2 separate regions of the Mus musculus genome follow, and region 2 is linked to region 1. Evidence: chromatin contacts called from public promoter capture Hi-C data. All regions are on one chromosome and are shown on one strand. Each heading gives the region's core, a stretch centred on a gene start, on an enhancer-like site or on the middle of the called end of the contact. The rest is flanking DNA. Distances are from core to core; before and after follow the strand shown. Region 1 holds the start of 4930467D21Rik (RIKEN cDNA 4930467D21 gene). Region 2 overlaps Antxr2 (anthrax toxin receptor 2).

Region 1 (3,957 bases), core at 906-3,405:
CCTGGAATTACATGACATAATTTTTTTCTGGAAGAACTACTGTGGTATTTTATTAGTACGACTAAGCCTGTTACTAAGACAGTAGCGTTTAAAAAGGTACTTGTTGGTGTGTGTTTTTAATTATTTGTGTGTACTTGTGGGCACATGTGTAGCAAGGTCAGAAGACAATTTTTGGGAGTTGGTTCTTTTCTACCACATGGGTCCCAGGGACTGAGACTTAATCCACCAGGCTTGGCTGCAAGTGCCTGGAGCCCCTGAGCCAGCTCAGCTTTTCTTTTACCTTAAAGATATAGGAATAAAGAAACAAAAATAAGATCTCACTAGCCCAGGATGGTTGCAAACTCAACATCCTCCTAGCTCATAAGAACTGGGATTATAGACATATGCTACTATGTGTGCATTAGTGGCTTCTTAGAATGTTTTTAGCAAGTATAATACTTTGCTCTAAGTTTTTGTGTAAATTTTCACAAATCCCAGAGTGAAAAGACAGCATAAGGAACCCACGAGGAGACATTTCTCGCCTTCAACAGTTTTTACAAGGCTGACGTTCTTATTTTATTTTTAGACCTTTTCTGCAGTCCTTACGATCAAACCCAGGGCCATTCACAGGCTAGATAAACACGCCTCAGCGCCCCACTGCAACCCTTCCCCTTTTAGGCTGTTTATCTTATTTGAATTCCTCATCAGAACTGCTTTTTGTCCCTTTATTTTTGCTGGTGTATATTAATTCAAATTCTACCCATCATATTAGTTAATCTGACTTAAAAAAAAGTATTTTTGTAGGATAATTACTTCATTTTACATTTAACACACTTAATAGAATAGAGTCCACGTCCCAATTTTGACTGGGTGACTAGAGAATGTCGTCTTGGTTTGTTTGAATGAAGATTGCAACAGTACCCCCCCCCCCCATGGTTGTTTGGTTGCTATTATCTTTAGTTTACTAGAAAATTCTTGTGCTTGTTTTGGTGGTAGTGATAGCCAAATCCAGCATGCTAAGCAGGAGCAGGACCACTGAGCTACACCCCCAGCTGCCCATACTCTTTAAAATACTACTTCTTTTCTGGAGAGGCCAGGACATTCTTCTGTCAAATTTCCTATTGCCCTTCATTCCCATTCTGCATTTCGCTGGCTGCATAGTCTATCGTTCAACACATCCTATTTTCTATAAAAAGAAACACTTGTTGGATTTCAACAAGAAATCTTCCTTTTAGCAAGAATGCGGCAAGGGTAACACTGTGGACACCTTCACTGCATTCAGGAAGAAACCTAGCACAAGTACAAAAGGGTGGGACAAGATGGGACTGGGCAGGCCAAGCTATGACTCAAAGGGGTACAGAGGAGGCGGGGCCAAGGAAGAGAATACCTCAGGAAATGCTCTAGGAGATGGAATCCAAGTCCTCTGAGCTGTCCTGGACATCAGTGCTGTCACTGCTGCCACTGTCTTTGCTTGTGGGGTTCTTGGGCAGGCAGGCCTCCCCAGCATCAGGAAGTGTGCCGCCCTGGGTCTCCTCGGAGCCCAGAACCACATATCTGTTCTTCTTCAGCACCAGCTGCCTTCTCAGCTCATCAGTCATCTGAGAGAGATCCCGCTTCATGGCGTAAGCATCTTCACCATCAGCATAGTACTTGGGTTCCACCTCACTGACCTGGAAGTTGAGGGTGTTAGAATACAGGTGCAGGGCCGCCCTGTTGCTCTTCCTGACGTGCAGGGACACGTACTTGGCGCCGAAGTTCTCGATCATCGCCCGTGAGGCCTGGTCCATGAGCTTCTGGGCCAGGCCGAGGCGCCGGTGTGAGCGCTTGACGGCCAGCGAGGTGATGTGCCCGTGGGGAACATCATCGGGGTCCTCCTCCATCTTGGCCAGGACATAGCCCACGATCTTGCCGTCCTCATCCTCGGCGATGTAGGAGAGCTGGGGCCACGACAGGCCATGGTAGAAGTAGTACTTCATCTGGTAGTTCTCCGGCAGGCAGAGCAGGTTGCAGTGCTGCATGTTCATCAGGTCGTCGGGCCGGGCATTGCGGATGTTCATCCTGGCGTCGTTGCCTTGGCAATGGACCTCAGCGGGCCAGGCCGAGCAGAGACCGGTGGCGGGAAGGCCTACGGGCGGAAGGGGCGGGGCTAAGGGCGCTTCCGGAAGTCTGCTGTCCCAGCCCGTGAGGCTTCCTGTTCTCAGGCCTCAGTATGTTCACATTTGGGAAAGGGCGGAGCGAGAGGAGCTGAGTCCTTCTCGGTTTAAAAGGTATGGGACTCATTGCATACCTGCATGTGTGTGCAGTGGTACATGTGCAGGTCAGAGAACTTGTAGAAATCTTATCTTCCAACGTGTGGGTCCCAGGGATTGAACTCAACTTGATGAGCCTTCTATTTGGACTCAGTTTTTTTGGTGTTTTTTTTTTTTTTTTTTTTTTTTTTTTTTTTTTTTTTTATTAGATATTTTCGTTATTTACATTTCAAATGTTATCCCCTTTCCTGGTTTCCCCTCCCACTGCTCCCCAACCCACTCACTCCCGCTTCCTGGCCCTGGCATTCCATTATACTGGGGCATCGCGCCTTCACAGGACTAAGGACCTCTCCTCCCATTGCTACATATACAGCTAGAGCCATGAGTCCCACCATGTGTTTTCTTTGGTTGGTGATTTAGTCCCAGGGAGCTTGGGGGTGGGGTGGGGTACTGGTTAGTTCATATTGTTGTTCCTCCTATAAGGCTGCAAACCCCTTCAGCTCCTTGGGTACTTTCTTTAGCTCCTTCACGGGGAACCCTTTGCTCTGTCCAATGGAATGCTATGAGCATCCACTTTTGTATTTGTCAGGCACTGGCAGAGCCTCTCTGGAAATGGAGTTACAGACAGTTGTGAGCTGCCATATGGTTCTGGGAATTGAACCCAGGTCCTCTGGAAGAGGAGCCAGTGCTCTTAACCATTGACCTAAGAGAGACTCTTGGACTCAGTTTTAGCCTTTTAGTTTGTCCACGTCTGAACAGCCCTATGTAACTAAATAAACCAGATTGTCAATGCCATCATAGGTAGTCTGTTCTCTAATCCTCTGGAGTCCTACCGAGTAGGTCTCATATATAAAAATCACACTGTCCTCATTTTTTGTTTGTGTATTTTTTTTATTCACTACATGTGAGTTTCAGCCATCTTGTTCAGACTGAAGCTTTGCTATAATTTCGTTTGATATTCCATTTTCTAAGTTTTTATTTTTTGTTTGTTTTTTCCAATTCACTGGGAAACTCTACTGTTCATGGCTATTTGTGGTATTTCCAGTTTGGAATAGTATGGAAAGCATGACAGAATGTTGTTGAATATTTATGTACATATTCACCTGGACTGGAGAATGTAATGGTTTTCAAATGTTATAAATATTCCTAAGCAAATTTCCAAATTAAAAAAAAATCTTCTTCATTCTTCTTAGAAATATGTGCCAGGTTACAAAGAATGAGACTACCCCTCCACATGAAGGGTTTGGACAAGGCAAAACCCTTGAGCAAGAGGGTGTGCTCAGAAGAGTGAACACATACAAAAAGCACCTTTGGTTTTTATTCTAATTCTAGGGGAGGCTGTGTCTTTTTCCCATGGCTGGGGGCCTTACAGTCTTACTCAGATGGCTAGTCTGAAAAACAAACAAACAAACAAACAAACAAAAAAACAAAAAAACAAAAACAAACAAACTGGTGCACAGAAAATGAAAGGGGAAGGGACCACTGTTCCAGGACATCAAATTCCTGGACTAGAGCAGAGGACCTGTATATAAATAAAGGTTTTACTGGGTAGAGAAAATTAAAACATTAGCATAAAGGTCTTACAGGTGAGGGAACTAGAAAGAACTTAATTCCTTGTCCTAGATACATGTCTTATAGTATTTGATGAAAAGTCTCATATCTGATATTTCTTACATTGGCAACGCATGTGATTTCTCCATTCTTTTCCTATTATCCATTCTTGTGCAGC
Region 2 (3,957 bases), core at 550-3,049, 590 kb after region 1:
TTTTACAAATGCAAGATGATATAATTTAAAACAAAGTTTATCAAAATCACTTCCAAATGAAAAAATAGTCAGAGAAGAGGCGGGTAGACAAGACTGACGAGAGAGTTAATACAGATTTAGAAATAAAAATGACTTGTAAATTTGTTTTCCTCATCTAGAATTTACCATATTCTATATTAAGATGGCAATAACTAGACACTGAATACTTTAATGCTGGAATGTAGTTTACATGCAATACTTTAAACTGTAATTACATTAAAGCACAATAGTTCATTTTTTAAAAAAAATAAATATTCTGTACAAGAAGTGACCAATGAGAAGCTCAAGATGTCAAAATGGAGATCTTTCAGGGAAAGAAAACAAGAAAACAGGGGCGTTACAAGACTATGGATAGGATATCGCTCGTGGAAGATGCCCAACCTAACACCCTGCGCTCACAGGGATGCCTGGCAGGGACAGAGGGAGCAAAGTCAGAAAACTTATCCAAAGCAGGAGGCTTGTGGCCCTGGTGAAAAGGGACTTGGATTCCTACATTTAGGATACTCCTGAAAAAATGTGTAGGCTTAAAATCAAGATGGTTTTGATGAAACAGCGATTCCTCGGGCAGATGGGTCCCCAGTGGTACAGAAGCATACTCTTGCACTTTTGTGGTTCAGAGGGAAGGTGCTGGACCCAACATCATCTTGAGAAAGAAGCTACTCTTTGAAACTAAACTATCCTTAGGGGCTGAAGATGGGGAACTGTCACAGGGCAGGGAGTTGGAATTTAGTCTGCAACCATCCCAGGGTAAGTATAGATTTTGATGCAGTTGTAAACAGCTGGAGGACTAGAAGCCCCAAAGCCAAAAACAGAACGCAGCAGGAAAGCTAGACTCAGGAAGTGGAGTACGGAAGAGAGGTAGCCTCCCCTCTTAGTTTCCTGGAGCAGGTCTAATTAATTACGAATACCCTGAATTTGGGTCACTTGGAGATTAGAAGCTCAATGAGAACAACCCACCACTGGAACCAATTACCTGTTAGTCATTGCTGTAGAACCTAAATCCTAAATCTCCCCCATGCTCCACTAACACTACAGCTGCATCCCAGGAGGCGGGAGAAGGATAAACTATTCAGGAGGGCCTCCTACTTGTTCAGAGCTCAGTGTGTAGCCTTTCCCACTCCCTGTGGATTTAGCTACCTGAGGGAACAGTATGGACTGCAGCGTTCAGAAGGGTGAGAGAGTCTACACAGAGCAGACTGCAGAGCTAACTGTGAGCAGCCCCTGGCACTGTTATGCAAAGGAGGGAAACTGTGCAAATAAAAACTTGAGACCCTCAAAGTATGATACTCAACAGGAATATCTTCCAATACAACCAGAAGCCGTACACGCAATCACAGCACACAGACACCATAAATATGAAAAGGCAAAGCATCATGACTCCTTCAACACTCCAGAATTCTTCAACTACTGATTGAAGACACCAAGAACACTCCTAAAAAGTGTTCCACAAAGAGAAAGAGAGAGAGAAAGTAAAGAGCCAAAGTCATTCTCCAAAGCCAGTAATGCTCTGATACCAACTAAATTAAAACATAAAACACATGCGCACATGTGTGCACACACATGCATGGGTGCACACACACACAGGTACATACACACACAGAGAGTAGAGACAGATTGACAGACAGACAAACAGACAAACAGGGAGGTCTGTAGACCAATTTCTCTGGTGAACATTAACAAAGTTCTTACAATCACACTCTCATGAATATATTCGGAATCGCACATATGAAGCTGCGGCGATTCGCCGTGGCTGTTAGAGCACTTTCTGTTTTAGGAGAGAATGCGGTTTACCAGCACCTGCATGCTAGACCACAAGCATCCGTAACACCACTTCCAGGGAAGAGGAGGTCTTCTTCTGGCCCCTGCAGGCACCAGATATGCACATGCTACACACACATGCATGCAGGCACACATTTCATATACATGAAATAAAAGTAAATTCTGTTTTTAAAAAAAAAATCACAAATGCATTATGACCAAGCCGGTCTTACCCCAGGTAAGGAATACAAGATTGGTTCAATCAAGTAATGCAACACAGAGAGACTTAAAAGACAAAAAACACAGCAATGCCTCAATAGATGTAAAAAGGGCTTTGACAAACTTCATCTCCCTTCCTGATAAATGAATGCCCTTAAAAACAGGAATTAAAAAAATAGACTCACATATACTAAAGATTATGTACAATAATTTTATAGACAATATAATACTAAATGGGGAAAAACAGGAAACATTTTCTCTAATATCAGAAATGAGACAAGAGTGTCTATTCTCACTGTTCTTGTTCAATATAAGTTTTAACTCTACCAAAGCTGTAAGAGAAAGACATTAAATGGAATACAAACAGGAAAGGAGAAAAATGAGGTATCCCTATTTGCAGATGACACAATCCTGTAGTTATAAGGAGCCTAGTGATTTAACAGAACACACTTAGATATTATAAACACTTTTAGAAAAGTCTCATGGTAGCCACTGAACATCAACTACGCAGCAACCTTTCTATATGCCAATAAAAACATTCCCAAGGATGAAACAAGGAAAATGTAACATTCACAATAGCTTCAAGGAAAGCAAAATATTGGAAATAAACCTAACAAAAGAGGTGGAGACCTCTATGTTAAAAATGTTAAGACAGCTCTAAAAGAAACTGAAGAGGACACTTCCCAGGGCTCCCATGTTCAAGAGAAAGAAGAAGACATTGTGAAGACTGCCATCCAGCCAAAGGCAATCTGCAGATTAAATACAAACCCCATCAAAATCCCAATAAAATTCTTCGTAGAACTAGAAAAATTAATTCCAAAATTCTTATGGAAGTACAAAATCCCTGACTCTCCAGAACAATGCTTACTGGACAAAGAAATAGTAGCAGAATCACAACACTCCATGTGAACACTCCTACATACTACAGTGCCACAGACACAAAATCACAACACTCTATGTCAACACTCCTACATACTACAGTGCCACAGACACAAAATCACAACACTCTATGTGAACACTCCTACATACTACAGTGCCACAGGAACTAAATCACAACACTCTATGTGAACACTCCTACATACTACAGTGCCACAGACACAAAATCACAATACTCTATGTGAACACTCCTACATACTACAGTGCCACAGACACAAAATCACAACACTCTATGTGAACACTCCTACATACTACAGTGCCACACACACAAAATCACAACACTCTATGTCAACACTCCTACATACTACAGTGCCACAGACACAAAATCACAACACCCTATGTGAACACTCCTACATACTACAGTGCCACAGACACAAAATCACAACACTCTATGTCAACACTCCTACATACTACAGTGCCACAGGAACTAAATCACAACACTCTATGTCAACACTCCTACATACTACAGTGCCACAGACACAAAATCACAACACTCTATGTGAACACTCCTACATACTACAGTGCCACAGACACAAAATCACAACACTCTATGTGAACACTCCTACATACTACAGTGCCACAGACACAAAATCACAACACTCTATGTCAACACTCCTACATACTACAGTGTCACAGGAACTAAATCAATACTCTAATGCCATTGAAAAATAAGACAAATATGCAAAAAGGCCAGAATAGCACAAGAATTCTACAGAGCTGGATGTAGCCATCGAATTTTTGACAAAGATATTAAATATATATTTTGGAAAATGGCACTCTTCAATAAATGGTGATAGAAAAAACAAGCATCTACCTTATTATTCATTCCTATATGGGAATGAGGTTCAGTCCATATCTCTCACACTGTATAAACATAAATTCAAAATTAATCATCGACTTTAATACCTAAATCCTTGAAACTGCTAGAGGAAACACCAATAAAGAACCTTAAAGATGTAGGCACAGGCAAGGTCTCTCTGAAAAAAAATAATAATCTAACAGCAT

The links. Promoter capture Hi-C pulls out the DNA fragments that hold promoters and counts their contacts.
Region 2: a promoter capture Hi-C map of pre-B cells shows a contact between it and region 1, with 4 times the contacts expected there. The contact joins the enhancer-like site here to the promoter of 4930467D21Rik in region 1. A contact is called at or near these places in 4 of 39 promoter capture datasets (the C10 cell line, hippocampal neurons and pre-B cells) and 3 of 115 datasets of contacts at active chromatin or transcription factors (acute myeloid leukemia, large pre-B cells and pancreatic cancer cells).

Annotation. Positions count from the first base shown.
Region 1 is chr5:97,390,262-97,394,218 of GRCm38.p6, forward strand. It overlaps 4930467D21Rik (RIKEN cDNA 4930467D21 gene), which reads left to right and starts at 2,156. Exons shown (of 8, transcript NR_045981.1): 1 at 2,156-2,246. It overlaps Naa11 (N(alpha)-acetyltransferase 11, NatA catalytic subunit), which reads right to left and starts at 2,069. Exons shown (of 2, transcript NM_001033191.2): 1 at 1,367-2,069. The coding sequence starts at 2,036. The coding sequence ends at 1,380.
Region 2 is chr5:97,981,727-97,985,683 of GRCm38.p6, forward strand. The region is part of intron 7 of Antxr2 (anthrax toxin receptor 2); the gene reads right to left. Among named protein-coding and RNA genes, the nearest start is that of Gm34226, 33 kb to the right of the region's middle. Within about 2 kb of position 1,800, at least 27 of the 459 cell types and tissues checked have an H3K27ac peak or open chromatin away from gene starts, as enhancers often do. A contact at or near this core is called in pre-B cells, where this site is marked.